2 separate regions of the Mustela erminea genome follow, and region 2 is linked to region 1. Evidence: chromatin contacts called from public Hi-C data. All regions are on one chromosome and are shown on one strand. Each heading gives the region's core, a stretch centred on a gene start, on an enhancer-like site or on the middle of the called end of the contact. The rest is flanking DNA. Distances are from core to core; before and after follow the strand shown. Region 1 holds the start of TMEM258 (transmembrane protein 258). Region 2 holds the start of INCENP (inner centromere protein).

The links. A called contact is a pair of places that touch in the nucleus more often than the background predicts.
Region 2: a Hi-C map of fibroblasts shows a contact between it and region 1, with 9 times the contacts expected there. The contact joins the promoter of INCENP here to the promoter of TMEM258 in region 1. A contact is called at or near these places in 3 of 3 Hi-C or Micro-C datasets (fibroblasts, skeletal muscle and spleen).

Annotation. Positions count from the first base shown.
Region 1 is chr9:104,461,489-104,465,434 of mMusErm1.Pri, reverse strand. TMEM258 (transmembrane protein 258) reads left to right here and starts at 2,334. Exons shown (of 4, transcript XM_032356950.1): 1 at 2,334-2,453. The coding sequence starts at 2,451. It overlaps FEN1 (flap endonuclease 1), which reads right to left and starts at 2,208. Exons shown (of 2, transcript XM_032356948.1): 1 at 2,002-2,208.
Region 2 is chr9:104,741,682-104,745,628 of mMusErm1.Pri, reverse strand. It overlaps INCENP (inner centromere protein), which reads right to left and starts at 1,787. Exons shown (of 19, transcript XM_032358467.1): 1 at 1,495-1,787.

The sequences.
Region 1 (3,946 bases), core at 1,085-3,584:
CCAGGGTCCTGGGATCGAGCCCCTCATCGGGCTCTCTGCTCAGCAGGGAGTCTGCTTCCTCCTCTCTCTCTGCCTGCCTCTCTGCCTACTTGTGATCTCTCTCTGTCAAATAAATAAATAAAATCTTTAAAAAAAAAAAAGAAATTCTGCCTGAGGACTGCACCATCAACTCCTGCATGAGTTTCCAGCCCGTGTGCCAGCCCGATCCTTTTCAACCTTGCCAACCTCTACAATCACCTGAGTCAATTCCTTAAAATAAATCTCCTTACATTTGTCCATATCCTATACCTTATTGTTTCTCTGGAGAATCCTGACTGATACGGCAGCCCTAAGGAGGACTGGCAAAGAACATACACGAACAAGAGTTACGTGGCTTTCTCACACATTACGGCTCAAGTCTCCCTTCAGTGTCCCCTCAGCACTGCACCTGGTTTCTACTCCTACCACGATGTTGCCAGAAATTTTAACTCTTTCCCTTTGTATTTTCTCCCCACCACTAAGTCTGAAGCGTGAACTCCATGGCTCCTACCCGACCCTCGGTTCGGATCTAGGAAGCTGGCAAGCTGGAGCTGCTTATTCCCACGTGGCACTTCTGTGGTTCGGGCCCCTTTACAAGTATTTCCTAGGGCTGTGCTTCCCGAACTTCGGTCAGACCCAAACCACCCTCACAGATTTTTTTCGCCACTCCCATCTAAAACCTGTACTTTCATCCACATATTTTCTTTAAAGGGACGTCATTGCTTTAAAAACGAAGGTAAGTTGAAAAAGAGAACTCCTCTTAAGCAGTAATGCCTGTGTCATATCAGTTATATTTTAAGTGTCAAATGTGTGACTGCTAAAAAGGATTTTTTGGATGCCATTTAAAGTCATCGTGTGGGGCACCTGAGTGGTTCAGTTGGTTAAGCAGCTGCCTTCGGCTCAGGTCATGATCCCAGCGTCCTGGGATCGAGTCCCACATCGGGCTCCTTGCTCTGCAGGGAGCCTGCTTCTCCCTCTGACTCTGCCTTCCACTCTGTCTGCCTGTGCTCGCTCTCACTCGCTCTCTCTCTGACAAATAAAAAATAAAAAAATAAAAAAATAAAAAAAATAAAAAATAAAATAAAGTCATCGTGTGGGGCACCTGAGTGGCTCAGTGGGTTAAACGAATGCCTTCAGCTCAGGTCATGATCTCAGAGTCCCCGGACAGAGCCCCCGCAGCCCCCGCAGCAGACTCCCTGCTCAGCAAGGAGTCTGTTTCTCCCTCGGACCCTCTCCCCTCTCGTGCTCTCTCTCTCTCTCTCTCAAATAAATAAATAAAATCTTAATAAATAAGTAAAGCCATCGTGTGTCCACCGGTGGCATGCGTCCAACACTCCAAGAAAGATGACACCAGACCTTTTCGCTGCTCCCACTTTTCAGGATTCTTTCTAAAGCATCATAAAGCTACAATCCCCGCTTCCACTTAAGTCCTAACACTCAACCTGGTGTCAAGATCCTCCGTGCTCTGCTTCCCAACCTACCTTCACAGTCCGGGAGAAGTCCTGCCCTTTCTCACTGCTGCTCAGCCGTGCCCTCCTCCCGCCATCCTCTGGCTCCTGCCATACACGGGGTGCCCGGAACCGTTCGTCCCGCAGAAGCCACTCGATCGTCGGGTCCCGCCTCAGGCCGGCTGCTTTGCTAGAAGGCTTACCGAGGGGTCCGTGCCTGCCGGCCGGCCAGCCCCCCGCAGCCCCCAACAGCGGCAGGCGGGAAAGGGGTCTAAACCAGTGAAGTCTCCAAAATGTTCCTCATCCAGGACCTTGGTCAAAATACCCAACGGCCCCATAGAGTGCAAGCTATCTCCCGCCTTCCACACATGAAGGGAGGTTAGGCGACCGGTCCGAGTCGCAGAGCGGGAAGGTGGCGGGCCCGCGCTCTGGCCTTCGCCCCGCGCGCGGCAGACGGCCCCCCGGCCCCCGCCCCAACACCCAGAGTGAGGGGGACCGCCCCCCGCCCTCGGACACGCTTCCCACGGGGTCTCACCTGGCCTTTGGAGCGTGAGGCCTCGACAGTAGCGCTGGGTCGGGTGCTGCCCAGGACGCTGCTCAGCCCCGCACCCACCTCAGCACCGCCGCGGATCCTGTCGCGCTCCGCCGTCTTCCAAAGCCCGCGCTCCCGTCACGTGACCGCCGCCGCGCACAGCCTCCTGGGAAGTGTGAGGTCGGGCCCGACCCCCTCGGCCAGTTTCCCTTGGGCCAAACAGTCCCGCCGGGGAGAGCGAACCCTCTCAGCGGCTCGGGGGGGTACCCTTGCCCCAGCTCCACAGCGGGCGCCCACAGGCCGTAGCCCCCTCTACGCCCTAACCCACAGGCCTACAAATCCCACAATGCCACTCGCGGGGGAGGCACTTCCTCTTCCGCAGGACAGTGCGCCTGCCCCTGCCGACGTGTTATTCCGGTGGCGGAGCGGCGGATGACCCCGTGCCTGGCAAGATGGTGAGGGGGTTGAGGGGCGTTCTGGACGGGGCTGTGAGGACCCCTTGGGGCCCTTTCCACACTCGGTTTCTCTCGCGAAGGCCTCAGACGCCCGAGATCCAGACAGCCGGAGGCTGCTGTATCCTCCGGCTTGGGCTTAGGGGCGGGAAGGGAAGCCCCTTGCCTGGGATTCGTTAGGCTGAGGTTTTGATCTCTTGACGTTTAAGGGGTGAGGCGTGTGAGGTGCATTGCTAATACCTTGAGCTTTTATCTCTGTCGCCTGTGATTAAGCTGTTATCTCTATGTGGAAACTTCTTCCTCCTGTTGAACTCCTACTCATCCTACGAGGCCCAGGGCAGATGTTCAACCTTCTTGGTGGTGGACGGCCGATTTGGCGGCTCTCTCCTGGGAGCTCCCACAGCCTCCGTACAGACCTCTTGCCACATGTCATGGACTTCTTTGTTATCTGCCACGCCTCCTAGTGACCACCATCTGACGTGCCTCTAGCTCTGGGATGATGTCTATTCATCTTTGTATTCCCAGTGCCAAACACAGGGCCTGCAATTGGAAGCCCAATGAATGGCAGCGATTGTCTTTATCATTTTTGGGGGGAGGGAGCCCATAAATGTTTACTGAATTGAATTCCAGTGTCTCCTAGAACAATGGGGTCAGTTTATTTCTCTAGAGTTGTTATGTTCTGGACATTAGGAGCGTTGGCTGGGGAGTGACAATGGAAGTCAACATTTGTACAGAACTTTACCGTTTACAGCCCTCCTTCACAAGCATTACCTCATAATCTTCCCTGTAAGCCTGGGAAGGAAACAAACACTTTTTGAACGACTACTCTATGCCAAGAAGTGAGCTAGTTGCTTTGACGTTTGTCATCTTTCTTAAATCATACACCAACTCTGTGAGTGGTGTTATTATAACTGTTTTACTGAGACTCGTGATATTCAGTAGAGCCAGATTATTAACTGAAGTCTTTCCTAGTAGAGCCTGAGATTCCATTAATAGCGTAGTGGGAAGAATACAGGTGTAGAAGTTGAGATTGGGTCCCAGCCCAGGCTCTGAATTACAGCAGAATTCTGAGCTTGGTGTCTACAGACATGGGTCCATAGAGTTTCTAAAATTACAGGCAAACTTTTTCTTGCTTGTGGTTTACCCCGGGTGGGGGTCCATACTTTTTATCACATTTTTTTCATAGTCATCAGTGGTCTCAAAAAATGTTAGGGACCACCGATGGATAGCCAATCAGTCACCTTCTGTGTCAGCCTCTGACTCTGAGCTGCCATTCCTCTCTCATATTGAAAAAGCAAAAGTTCCACCTTTAGTTTAAGATACCATTGATATCATTTCCAAATGGAATTGCTTGATGTTGGTTCTGGAGGACTTTTATATTTCCCAGGCAGGAACAGACCTTTAACAGTCCTAGAAGGAGGAGGCTCCTTGACGACCTCATACTCCCCCCACCTCAGATTGAAGTCCTGGGATTCTTTGATAGCTCTGATCTCATG
Region 2 (3,947 bases), core at 538-3,037, 280 kb before region 1:
TCCCGGCCATGGGCACAGGATGTTTTTCCATTTCTTTACGTCTCTTTATTTCCTGTCGTCAAAGTTTAATCATTTCCAGTGCACCGGTCATTTACCTTTTTGGTAAGTGTACTCCTAAGCATTTAATTCTCTCTGTTGCTATTGAGAATTGTATTGTTTTCTTTCTTTTGAAATATTTATTTATTTATTTATTTGAGATTGAGAAAGAGAAAGGGGAGGAGTAAAGAGAGAGAGAGAGAGAGGATCCCAAGCGGACTCCCCACTGAACGCTGAGCCTGACCCAGGTCTCAATCTCAGGTCTGTGAGATCACAAAAGGAGAGGAAACCAAGAGTCATGTGTGACTTGACCATTCGTGCTCAAGAATTTTCTGGAGAGGGTTGCCTGGGTGGCTTAGTCGTTCAGCATCTGCTTTCAGCTCAGGTCATGATCCCAGGGTCCTGGGATGGAGCCCCGCATCAGGCTCTTTGCTCAGTGGGAAGTCTGCTTCTCCCTCTCTCACTCCTCTGCTGTGTTCCCTCTCTTGCTGTGTCTCTCTCTGTCAAATAAATAAAATCTTTAAAAATATATTTTAAGAAAAGCACATACAGGCCAAATCTAGGAGAATATAAAATAGGCTTCCTTAAAACTCTCAGAAAGTCTTTTTTCTTTCTTTCTTTCTTTTCTGTTTTCTTTTCTTTGTTTTTTTTACCGTCACTGTGGGAAGAGTTTCCCAATTTGATGCACAAAGACCGCCAGGCTGCATGTAACCTCCTCCCTACACTGAAACCCTCTGGGGTAGAAGCTATAGTCAAAGATACAACGTGGGCTCTGAATGACTACCGAAATCAAACAACCTTTGTTCTGTGTGCTGGGCAAGGAGTATCCTGATCTAGCATGTAAGGCCAAGCAAGGTGGTAACATTGGAGTCATGTCCACCTCTGCCTGGGCTTGGTTTTAACTGTGGTGCCTGGCTAGAGGATTTCTGACTTCTGGGACCAGAAATAATAATTGAGATGTGTGCAACCGCAATTATAAAGATGGAAGCTACACGGCCAGCCCCTTCTCTAAGTTAGGGAGTCCTTGGTGCACCCTAAGAATAAATAATAAATACATAAATTTTAAAAATATTTTTAAAATATTTAAAATTTACTAGCTTTATACATGTAAAATGAACTTTAAAACTTCAAGACGAATCAGGGTTTTAACATCTAACTTGAATAAACTAAATATTTTAACAAAATCCAGTCACTCTCGATTTACCTTTTGACGCACAAAGGCCACTCTCAAGGGCACCACCAGATTCTTCAAAGTTATTGTACAGGAATTACCAACAATCTTATCATCCAACTAGTATACCCGGGCTGAGCGCTGTTCTGTCCCAAAGATTCCAACCACCTCAGCTGTCCGTGGGTCAAAGCTCTGCATCTGCAACTCCGCGGGGCTTCAGCTCACGGCACCACCTCAGGAGAGAGAGACCAAGCAGTCCAGGGGCTCAATCCCAGATGTTTCCTTACATCAGTGATTACGCTCTGGCTCTTCCTTCGGTCCAAGGCGTAAAAAGAAGGGTCTCATTTGTGGAGGTCCATTTCTACCATTGTTTAAGACAGGTCTTGTCCCTTGCCCTGTTCCTTCATCGCGGCTGGTAGAGGAATTTGTCCTGTTCCTTCATCACAGCTGGTAGAGGAAGTCCTCTGTGATGTGTGTTTTATTTGGGGAGCCTCTGTATTGAGGTCGTAAAAAAACAAACAAAACAAACAAAAAAAACACTCTTTTTTGTTGCCGCCTTATGATAATGGCTGAAGGAAAGTTAATAAGAGAGTGTCTGTCTATTCATTTGCAGTGAATCGCTTCTCGGCCTTTTGGCTAAGATCAAGTGTATTCATTTGCAGTGAAAGATAAACCTCATCGGACTACAATCCTTGTGTATTATCTGTGCAGTCTTCCTGAGAAGCAAGGCACAGAGGGAAATAGCCCAAAACTCTTTCGCAAAGGATTTATTAATGAGGAACCATTGTCTTGAGCAGCCAGAATGAGCCTGGATATAATCATATGTTTCTTTCCCTGAAGCACAATGGAAGCCAGATGTAATCTGAAAGTTGTCCTGCTACTGGAATCGGCATGGGAAGGCGTGGGAGATGAATGAATCACAGCCTAATGGCATCAACCTGAGAGCTTGATGGGGAAAGTCTTACAGATGGGATTGGAAATGCATGAGGTCGTGGGGTGCCTGTCTGGCTCAGTTGTTGTAGCAAGTGACTCTTGATCTTGGGGTTGTAAGTTTGAGCCCCACTTTGGGTGTAGAGATTAGTTAAACTCTTTAAAAAAAAAAAAAAAAAGAGATGCACGAGGTCAGCCATACTCCTTATATCCATCTCCGCCTAAGAGAAATCCTTTCCTCTGGAACAGGAAATACTCAAAATTTGGTGACTATCACTCAGTATCTCCTGGGAGAGCCCTGGGAAAGGAAATGCTAGCATTTGCTGCTCAGACCTTCTTTCTGCATTGTTTGGGTGAATTCGAATTTCTCTGCTCCAACAAGTATCTTCGAGTTGACCTCACAATCCTGTTTCCTTTGTTTCAAGACCCGTAAGGAGCACCTCACCGTAACTCCAATGATTGAAGGTCTCATGTGCATTAATTCTTTGCTCCATTCCAAGTCTTCATCTCTTTTACAGACTCTCTTGTGTGGCTCTGGGCTGCCCTACCTCCTTTCTGGTGTTGGCCGAAGGAGATAGTGTTTAAGGTGTTCCTACTCACAATGACTAGTTGGACCACATTCCTTCCAGCTAATGATTCTGAAATGCTAAGTTCTGAAATGCTTAGAACATAGGTCCTGTTCACATTTTGAAATGTCACCATTCATGGGCTACTTGGGAGAAAAGGCAAGTTAACTTGGTTCTGCAGCTTCAACGTGTATTTGACCGACTGGAAAGGGCTCAGCAGGGAATGCTCTGCAAACCCTGCGTGAGTTTCCTGGGGCTTCAGTAACAAAGTCCCACAAACTGAGTGGCTCCTGTGACCAAAATGTATTGTCTCACCTTTCTAGGGGTCAGAGTGCAAGATCAAGGGGTTGGCAGGGCTGGTCCCTCCTGAGAGGGCTTGAAAGGAGAATCCGAGATGCTCTCCTGAAGGTTCTGGTGGTTGGCCCGTGGTCTTTGGGATACCCTAATCTCTGACTTCATGTTCCATGGCATTCTTCCGTGCTCTTGCTTTCTTAGGTCACATGACAGTGTCTGAGACATCCTCCAGCAACTGAAGTTTCAGGGGGAGGCAAACCTACATGGGGGGCTGCTATCTTTCTTTCGCAGCCACTGGTAATGGCAGTTCTCACCACGCATAAGGTCTACAGGGGGAGGTGGAGCCCAGGCAGCCGAATGGAGATGGAGTGTGATGCAATGGGACAAAAAACCCTGGGCCACGCTGAGTGACTTCAAGCCTCAACATTCCTATCGAAGTGAAGGAAGTGAAACAGGTGGCTTCTTCAGGTCCCTGCGGCTTATAAGGCGAATTCTTGGAGCATCTGGGGAATCCAGTCACAATCTCTGAATTTAGACATGAATGCCGTGTCAGTGTCCACTAGGAGGCAGTAGCTGTCTGTGTGTGGATCCAGGGCTCTTTGAATAGATGCCTCACCTTGACTTGATGTCCGTTCGTGAAAAAAGAAAAAAGAAGGGGTCAGATAAGGAATCTCTTTTTAGTTTTCCCCTCAATACCAAACTACTCTAGAAGAACGACTTGTAAGTCACAGCCTTGGCAATAAGAAAAACTGTGTGTTCTCTTGCTTTCTGCATCAGACTGAATTTCCCCAGAACTGATCCCCCTCACCTGGTGCCCGGGTGGCAGAGTCGGTTAAACATCTGACTTTTGATTTCTGCTCAGGTCATGATCTCAGGGTCCTGGGATCAAGCCCCACATCGGGCTCCTTACTTGGCAGGGAGTCTAATTCTCCCCCTTCCTCTGCCTTGGG